3 separate regions of the Hordeum vulgare genome follow, and all the other regions are linked to region 2. Evidence: chromatin contacts called from public Hi-C data. All regions are on one chromosome and are shown on one strand. Each heading gives the region's core, a stretch centred on a gene start, on an enhancer-like site or on the middle of the called end of the contact. The rest is flanking DNA. Distances are from core to core; before and after follow the strand shown.

Region 1 (2,836 bases), core at 171-2,670, 160 kb after region 2:
CCGAAGGCCGCCAGGGCGTGGGCCGGGCTACCGGACGGCGAGGAGGGGTGGGCGTTGGCGTTGGCGTTGCGGCGGGAGCGCGCGCACCGCGCGACGGCGGCGAGGCCGACTACGCAGATGAGCGCGCAGAGCAGGGCGGCGAGGATGACGACGACATCTGAGCTGACGCCGGCGGGCGGATCGGCCGGGGGGATTCCCGGGATGCGGCCGGGGTCGCCGCTCTGGAGGAGACGCCTCGAGGAATACGGCGATGGCCGGAGCATCGCCCACGTTCGTCCAGCGCCGGTGGTTGGAAGGGGCCTTTTCCGCTGAATTAAAGTTGTGGCGAGACGCGAGAGAAGCGAAAGGGGAGGGTGGTGGTATTGGCAGGTTGCGATTGTTAATGGCGGGCGGGTATGCGTCGTAGCGAAGCTCCCGTGGCAATTTCCCGCGGGTATTGTCGACCAGCTGGAAATCTCAAAAGGCCCACGTGGACGCGCCAAGATAATTAGAGATTAAGATTTTTTTCTAATTTCATTTTTGGGGGATATTAATGTTTATTTTCGAATGATGTGGTTTCATTCTGCAATGAAATGAAACCGGCGAATCTTCTGAAGAAAGGAGTTGCGCTGTAGTCGGACGCGAAATTCCGCGTCGTGCGAAAGCCGGCGAGTTTGCACTCATCGGCAAGTCAACGACGGGGCCAAACCAGAGCTGCACGATCAAGCGGAAAAACGATCCCAATCATGAGCAGCGGATGCCCAATTGCTAGTAGTTGAATCGCTATAGCTATAGCCTAGCAGCCTCGAGCAGCGAGCGGCATGGCCATGCTCCCACATGGGGCAGGTGAGGTCCATCCGACCCGCCACTCCTACTCCTTCACAAGCAAGCGTTCCTCTTCCTCACCAACTAGCAGCTCCAACGAACGCCACGACAGTCCAGCCAGCGTTATCTGGACCCTCTTCCCACGTCAAGATTCGTAGCGATCACGATGAGTCCACAAGACGAACCCCCGGAGAAAAGCAACGCAAGGCAAAGCAAAACTTTGCCACGCTTCGGGTCGCCTTCCCCCGCCCCGCGGCAGGAGACGCCCGCGGCCACTCCGACGGCGACGGCCACGCTCGCCGACGGGGCACTACCGCTACGAGGCACACCGAAACGATCGCGAGGCCGGTGCGTGGACTGACGACGGTGCGGAGAAGGCTCGGGATGGCGCGCCGAGCACGGGCGGTGCTGACGTCGCGATCGGGACTGGTGTTGGTGGTGGCGGTAGAGTCGTGGCGCCGTAAACCTCGACGACCCACCGCTGCGTCATGTATTCAGAGGTACGGTCGCCTACAACTCTCGCCACAATTTCAACAGGGGTGACGACGCAGACGCAGTGCATATGTGGACTTGTGGAGCTGCACTCGGGTGCCACTTATTTCAGCAGACAATGACTGATGAGAGACGTTTGCACAGTTATTATTCTGCTTATCCTCCCTACGGTGTCAAATCCGATCAGGTTGCTTGAGAAGCATGAAAGATCTAGAGCCTTCCTTCAAATTTTCTGAAAGGTAGCTATCCCGGTTTCATATATGAAATCTGGTCAAAATCAAATCACTGTGTTGCAGTTGCACAGGAGGACAACTGGAACTGGCACTCACCTATTATATGCTGATCCACGTCAGTCAGTCAACTCCGCGTATCTCTATCGAGCATTCGAGCTACACCCGGGCTTCATTAGCTTCCGCACGACCTTGTCCCAGTTCATGGTAGCGGCATAAAGATTTGAGACCAAGCAAAGACGGAGCTGATGGGCAACGGACAGGTTGTGTCGCGAGACACCCTTCACCAATAATCGCCGCAGGAGCAGGCTCCGTCCTTGAAATGGTGGAAGCGTTTGGCGTCTCGCACCACGATCTCCCTGTCGGCGATCTTCGACATGTACTTGATGGCGTCGTGGCAGTCGCCGCAGACCCTGAGGTTCTTTATGACCACGAGCCTCGTCCCTGGGCTGGTGTTCAGAAGCCCAAAGGCGATCGCCAGCCTCTCGCTGTGGCGGCTCAGAAGCTGCTCCTTGACGCCTTCCTCGAGGTCATGGTACACGAACTCCGTCTTTGGGATGTAGCCCATCTTCCTCATCTCGGAGTCGAGCTTCGTGACCATCTGTAGGATCTGTCTATGCTGAGGATGGCTCTGATCTTCCATGACGAACGTGTGCAGTGCTCCGCGTATCTCTATCGAGCTACACCCGGGCGCCTTCTTGCTGCCGTGGTCCTTCATTAGCTTGCGCACTTCCCTGACCTTGCCCCAGTTCTTGGCGGCGGCATAGAGATTTGAGACCAGGGCAAGGACGCCAACATCCCCAGGTTGTAGTTCAAGGATCTTCTCTGCTGTGTTCTCTCCAAGTTCCAGCTTCTTGTTGTTCAGGCAGCCTGAAAGTAGAGCGACCAGAATTGAGATGGTTGGTTTGCTGTGCAATGATGCCACCAGGCCATTGGCCTCTTCAACAAGACCAGAACGAGCTAAGAGATCCACTATACACACCAGGTGTTTCTCGGCAGGTTCAATTCCATACTCATTAACCATGCAATTGAACCAGAATTTCCCTTCTTCTACGAGACCGGAGTGGCTGAGAGCCGACAAAAGAGAAGCAAATGTGGCGTGATCAGGTCTCACTTCGTTTTTCTTCATTTCTTGGAACAAAGAGAGGGCATCGCGGCCTCGTCCATGAGCACCGTAGCACGCAATCATCACATTCCATGAAATCAAGTCTCTCGAGACAACCTTATCGAAAAGCATTTGGGCGCTTGCCAGGGAGCCGCATTTTGAGTACATATCAATGACTGCTGTGCCTACCATACAGTCAAGCTCA
Region 2 (2,920 bases), core at 391-2,890:
TGGTGTGGGGCCCTTATATGCGTGGATCTAGCGGTGCGGCATCGATGACTGCGGTGACGGCGGCGGTGGTCGGCCCTGCCTCGGGCGACGGCGATTGTCACGGGCGGCGACGTACATCGGTTGGCCTAGTTCGGACGGCGGCGCGATGCGGTCGGCAGTAGCGGTGCGTCATCTGGTTTCGGATCGGTGGCGGCATGGAGGGCCGAGTGTATGGCTCGGCGTCACCTTCGGTTTGATCTGTTCTGGCCGGTGCAGCCATCGATGGTGGTCACCTCCTCCGTCGTAGGTGGTCGGCCTGAGGCTGGATAGTCGGATCTTGAGATCGGTCATCTAGTCTCGGCTACGAGTTGGGAAAACATAGGTATCGGTGAAAAGCGAGCTGACGATAGGCGATGGCGGCGTTCTGCGTTGTTACCTTGATGAAGGCATCATCATGTAACTAATGTCGACCTGCTCGTGTTGTTCTTGATAAACCCTAAGATCTGGTATTCCATATCGAATGATGACAACACTACGGCGTCGTTGCTCTCTTAAGAGCATCGCTTGTGGAGCAGCATTGGAAGATAGAGGTGGGAGGTTGAGCGGCTTCATCTTGAACGGAGTTTCGGTGAAGATGTCAAGTCATGCCTGACCGACACGTGCTCTGATGTGTCATGCATGTTCGGCAGGTGTTACGCACGACATATTTTTCCAGAGTCTTCGTGCCGGGATGGACGAGCGCAGGACGATGGCGTTGTTAGGCGTCGTGGTGGCGTCGACGGATGGTCAGATAGCAAGGATGATGCGTATCTCTCGCGTGAAGATGGGACAGTGGCTAGATGATGATGGCGACTTTTAAAATGTATTCATGTGGTATACGTTTTAGGTCTGTTGCACCTGTTGTTAGAGTCGATACGTTATATAGATGGATCGACGACGACATTGATTTTAGATATGAAGAATAAGAACACCTCACATTATCAAAATTGTAGGTGTAAGTGATGGCTTTGAATGGCTTTGTATGTTCTTGTTAGATCTTTATCGAATAATTAATAACGATGGATGTAATGCTGAGGCCAGGGATTTAACCTCTTTTTTAAAAAAACTACTCCCTTTGTAACTAAATATATGTTTTTTTAGAGATTTTAATAAAAACTACATACGAAGCAAAATAAGTGAATCTACAGTCTAAAATATGTTTATATACATCTATATATGGTTTATAGTGAATTTTTAAAAAAAAATATATCTAGAAACGGATGAAGTACACAAGAAAGAACAGAAAACAGTTCAACTCTACAAGAGCGAATATTTCCCGCGCTTCGAACGTGGGAAGGAGAGGTCCATATATACCGGCTCTCCGAGCAAGGTCGCTCTGCTTGTACAATTCCAGCAGTACCCGAAAACCTTCCCGAAAGGCTGAAGCAGACACTCTGCTGTCGTAAGTCTCACTACGAGAGGCCAACAGAAAACACGCGTCAAGGTCGGAAAGTGACGCTTGGCCTAACTGCACACACATATGCACCGGGATCATCATCGACATTCTCCTCCCGTTGCAACCTAAGTTCAAAGTAGGCGCGGTGTCAACCTTTGTGTGCATTGGACGAGGTACGGACCACTAGTCCGAGACTGCACACTGCGGGTCCGATATGCGCCACCTACTCATGTGAGTAGTAGTACCGGGCATCCGGAAGCCTTGTCCACAAAAGCTTGGAATATAGCATCATTAAGACAACCCTTAATTACTGATCGCATGGCGCCATCACCATGGCCACTAACTCATCGATGACAAAAGCTTCAACCAAATCAAGTTTCCCACCGATCAGCGTGAACCTTGCACAGGAGAGCATTCGTACGCGCGGCAAACCCGCCACGGATCCGCGCATTAATTTCGACCATAAGAGTATAAGACTGCCGCAGGAAAACACGACCTTTACGACGATGTTCTCTCCGAAACTTGGCGAAAGACACGACCGACGGAGCGAAAGGAGGGAGCAACTCGCGCTTCATTTACACGTACTACTCCCGAAATCGCTGAGGCTCCGGATGGACCAGGCGTCTCCGTACCCCAGGGTGGAGACAATTTGGCATCGTCCAGCGCCGAAAAAGGAAGCATGGGCGCCTCGTTGAGCCACTCCGCTGTCGACGCGTGCGGGCACATGAAACGACCCCCCGCCGCCGCAGGCCGGCCGGTGATGACTCAGCGGTGAGGCCGGAGGCCCGTGCCGACACCTGTACGCGCCCATGCGCTGTTACGTCCACGTACGGGTGTTGCGTCCGGCCGTGCTGCCGCCGTCAGCATCGCATGATATATGATCGACCTCTCGCCGGCGGCCAGCTTGCTGATATATGCATGATATACGTACAAGCTTGTCGTTTCACTTGTTAAGCTTCTTCCGAACGTACTGACGTGTTATCCCATCGATCGGCCGGTGTAAGTTGTTACTAGTGACGTAGTGACGTGTGTTACAAAAAGGTAGTACTTAGTGACGTGGTACTGTGGACTGTGCTACCCCGGGCCCCGGATTACGCCGTGGATCGGAAGCTTCAACGAGCAAAGAGAACAAAAAGGTGATGTTAATGTGCTTATGAAAGTAACATCATATGATAATGTAGTGTATGCCATGTGGTGGTGGCTTTTTTTTTGCGGGAATGGTGGTGGCTGTTAACAAGTTCGGCAGTGCATCTCCTTTAAATTGTTAGAGCATCACTAATTGGATTGAATTAATTTAGTCATTCATATGTCAGTGGATATATTTGAACATGTCCACGGTCGATCCTCATATGTCCGTCGGTGCAACGATATTCTTCATCTTATTCATTTGCCCGTCCTTAGATTCTTACACGCTCATGCACGTAAATAATACATTCACCACACAAACAACATAGAACATAACACATACATAAACGTTCATGCATATTTCAAGGACATATTCAACAA
Region 3 (2,700 bases), core at 48-2,547, 150 kb before region 2:
CTTTTGGAACCTGCAGGCTGGCTCGGTTTGTGTATGTGTCTGTCGGCACCGACTTTAACATCGTCCTGCATGGTTCATGTCGCTCATATGTGGACGTCAGGAGGCGGCTTCTTGACGCAGGCCTCAGATAAAAACGACCTCAAGGGGGACTCCGCCGATTCTTGACAACCTTCAATGATCTGCTCCACGTGAGCTTTGGATTCCTGGGCCTTAGCGGGGAGCGCTTGTAGACCCACAACGTGTGCCGCGCCTTGGGCCGCAGGCAGGCGGCCTGGCGACAGCCAACACGATCCAAAACCAAGGAGAAGTCAACCATGGTTCATGACAAAGCACGCACATATTTTCTTTAAAAAGATGACAATTTTTGCTTCTCTCTTTTCACCTGAATTCCCCTCAGGTCCAGGGTCTTCTTGAGCTCGTCCAGCATGCTCGTCCGGCTGATGTCGATGCTGCCGACAGCTGCGGAGACAAACTATCGAACCTCTCGTTGATACAAGCCAACTGAAGCAATCTGCTTCAGTCGAAAAAGAAAACCGAACAAGTTTTTTTTTTAAACTACTCCCATAGAGTTCAGCATTCAGCTGGCGATACTATCAACAGCGATCCATCGACTGTTTTGAACTCTGGATTCACCAAACAAACCCAATACTGTATTGCCATTAGCCGGAAGACGAGATAATGATATTAGAAGAAGGGGATTCTAATCTACGTTTATGGAGTCCAGAATATATATACTACTACGATTCAAATCGAATGCAAGATGAATATCCATATTATAGAATCTGGAACTCGTTACAAGCACCAGCACGCAGCTGCACACACATGACCAGCACACCAGAGAACGACGACCCGCCTGACCACAACTACACCCGAAGCACCTGCACCACGCGAGGGCTTAGCCTCCGAAGCCGTAGAGGGTGCGGCCCTGGCGCTTGAGCGCGTAGACGACGTCCATGGCGGTGACGGTCTTGCGGCGGGCGTGCTCCGTGTAGGTGACGGCGTCGCGGATGACGTTCTCGAGGAAGATCTTGAGCACGCCGCGGGTCTCCTCGTAGATGAGCCCGGAGATGCGCTTCACGCCGCCCCGCCGAGCCAGCCGCCGGATCGCCGGCTTCGTGATCCCCTGGATGTTGTCTCGCAGCACCTTCCTGTGCCGCTTCGCGCCGCCCTTTCCCAGGCCCTTGCCTCCCTTGCCGCGGCCCGACATGGCTGGCGACGCTCGCTGGATGGCTCTGCTGCTCCGAGGGTGAGATTGGAGGGGATTGGGGAATTGATGTGTGATGCGGTGGGTGTTGAGCGGTGGGGGGTCTTTATACCGGAGAGAGGCTTGGGGACGGATCCGTGGGATGCTGGGTTACGAACGTCTGATTCGTGGAGAGGGCTAGGCGAGGATCGGTGACGTGGCTGGGAGAAACGGCGGGAGGAGATCGATCCGTGTGCGGATGGTGGTTGCGAAGCGTTGGATTAGGAACGGAGGAGGTGCGGATCGGTGACGTGGCAGGGGATGATTGTGGAGCTGCAGTCACCCAAGGTCCAGCTTTTTTGTGTGTTTTTCTTTTGAGAAACTACCCCAAGGGCCAGCTGATACACGGAAGAGAAGGCCGCGACCAGAACGCACGGGTCGGCTAGCAGGTATGGGCCGGCACATTAACGTATTTTCTCTCTTTTGTTTTGCGAAAAACATTAACGTGTTTCCTCGCTCGGTCGGATTATCATTCTTCCAGTACAATGGTTGCACAGGTCTGATTTTGTTGCTCCTTTTCCGTTTTGTTTTATGTTTTTTTTTACTTTGGTTCCTTTTGTCGATGGTTTTTCTGATTTTATTTTGTAAATTTAGTTTGCTCTTGTGTTTTTTTTTGCGAAAGACTTTGCTTTTGTGTTTTACTAGTTTTCTTCCATTTTTCATTCTTTCTTGTTATACTTTGGTTTTCTTTGATTTCTCTTCTTTTTATTTTTATTTATTTCTTTTTGTCGATTCTTATCAGCTTTTTTTTTCTGTTCAGAACATTTTAAATTTTTTTCTGTACCCATCATCACTATTCATAAGCATCAGAAACATATTTTATATACACATAGAATATTTTAATATTAATGATCAACATTATTTTATCTTTTTTTAAGTCTGTTTTTTCTACACATTCTACATTTTAGTTATATAACTAATACAATTTTATTATACATATTTAATACTACTAAAACATGGTAAAAAAACTTAAATTTTTATAAATTTATTAGAATAATTCAAATACAAGATTTAAAAATTATTATTACATTGTTCAGTATTTTTATATACACTTTCAAATGCTTCGTTAACATTTTTCATTTCTAATTTAAATTTATTTTGATACATGGTCAACATTTTTGTACACATTTAAAAAATCAAATGCTTGATTAACATTTTCATGTATAGTACTACCGTCTTTTAAATACTTGATTATCATTTTTTAAATAATAATCAACTTTTTTTCTTCCACTTTGTATATAAAATTTGTATAAATGTGAAACTTTTTCTCTATACACATTTAACCTTTTTCAAATGCTTGGTTAACATTTTTTCCATTTATTTATGTAAATTACTTTTGTAATATATTTACTTAAAATGTTTGAATGTATAAACAAAAATTAATAAAAATGTGGCCTCCCAAACGTCGGGGCGGCTCATCTCGCACCTCCCTTTAGAGGAGGCTTTCCTCGGCATCG

The links. A called contact is a pair of places that touch in the nucleus more often than the background predicts.
Region 1: a contact with region 2 is called in a Hi-C map of seedling, with 2.8 times the contacts expected there. The contact joins the promoter of LOC123437427 here to the enhancer-like site in region 2. A contact is called at or near these places in 2 of 6 Hi-C or Micro-C datasets (leaf and seedling).
Region 3: a contact with region 2 is called in a Hi-C map of seedling, with 2.2 times the contacts expected there. The contact joins the promoter of LOC123437379 here to the enhancer-like site in region 2. A contact is called at or near these places in 1 of 6 Hi-C or Micro-C datasets (seedling) and 1 of 1 datasets of contacts at active chromatin or transcription factors (embryo).

What each region holds. Positions count from the first base shown.
Region 1 is chr1H:364,937,406-364,940,241 of MorexV3_pseudomolecules_assembly, forward strand. It overlaps LOC123437427 (probable E3 ubiquitin-protein ligase ATL44), which reads right to left and starts at 1,421. Exons shown (of 1, transcript XM_045115709.1): 1 at 1-1,421. The coding sequence starts at 263. LOC123437411 (putative pentatricopeptide repeat-containing protein At3g25060, mitochondrial) reads right to left here. Exons shown (of 1, transcript XM_045115708.1): 1 at 1,525-2,836. The coding sequence ends at 1,810.
Region 2 is chr1H:364,774,996-364,777,915 of MorexV3_pseudomolecules_assembly, forward strand. No RefSeq gene overlaps it. Among protein-coding and RNA genes, the nearest start is that of LOC123437395, 17 kb to the right of the region's middle. Within about 2 kb of position 1,641, at least 3 of the 3 cell types and tissues checked have open chromatin away from gene starts, as enhancers often do. A contact at or near this core is called in leaf and seedling, where this site is marked.
Region 3 is chr1H:364,621,044-364,623,743 of MorexV3_pseudomolecules_assembly, forward strand. It overlaps LOC123437379 (histone H4), which reads right to left and starts at 1,298. Exons shown (of 1, transcript XM_045115705.1): 1 at 755-1,298. The coding sequence starts at 1,207. The coding sequence ends at 896.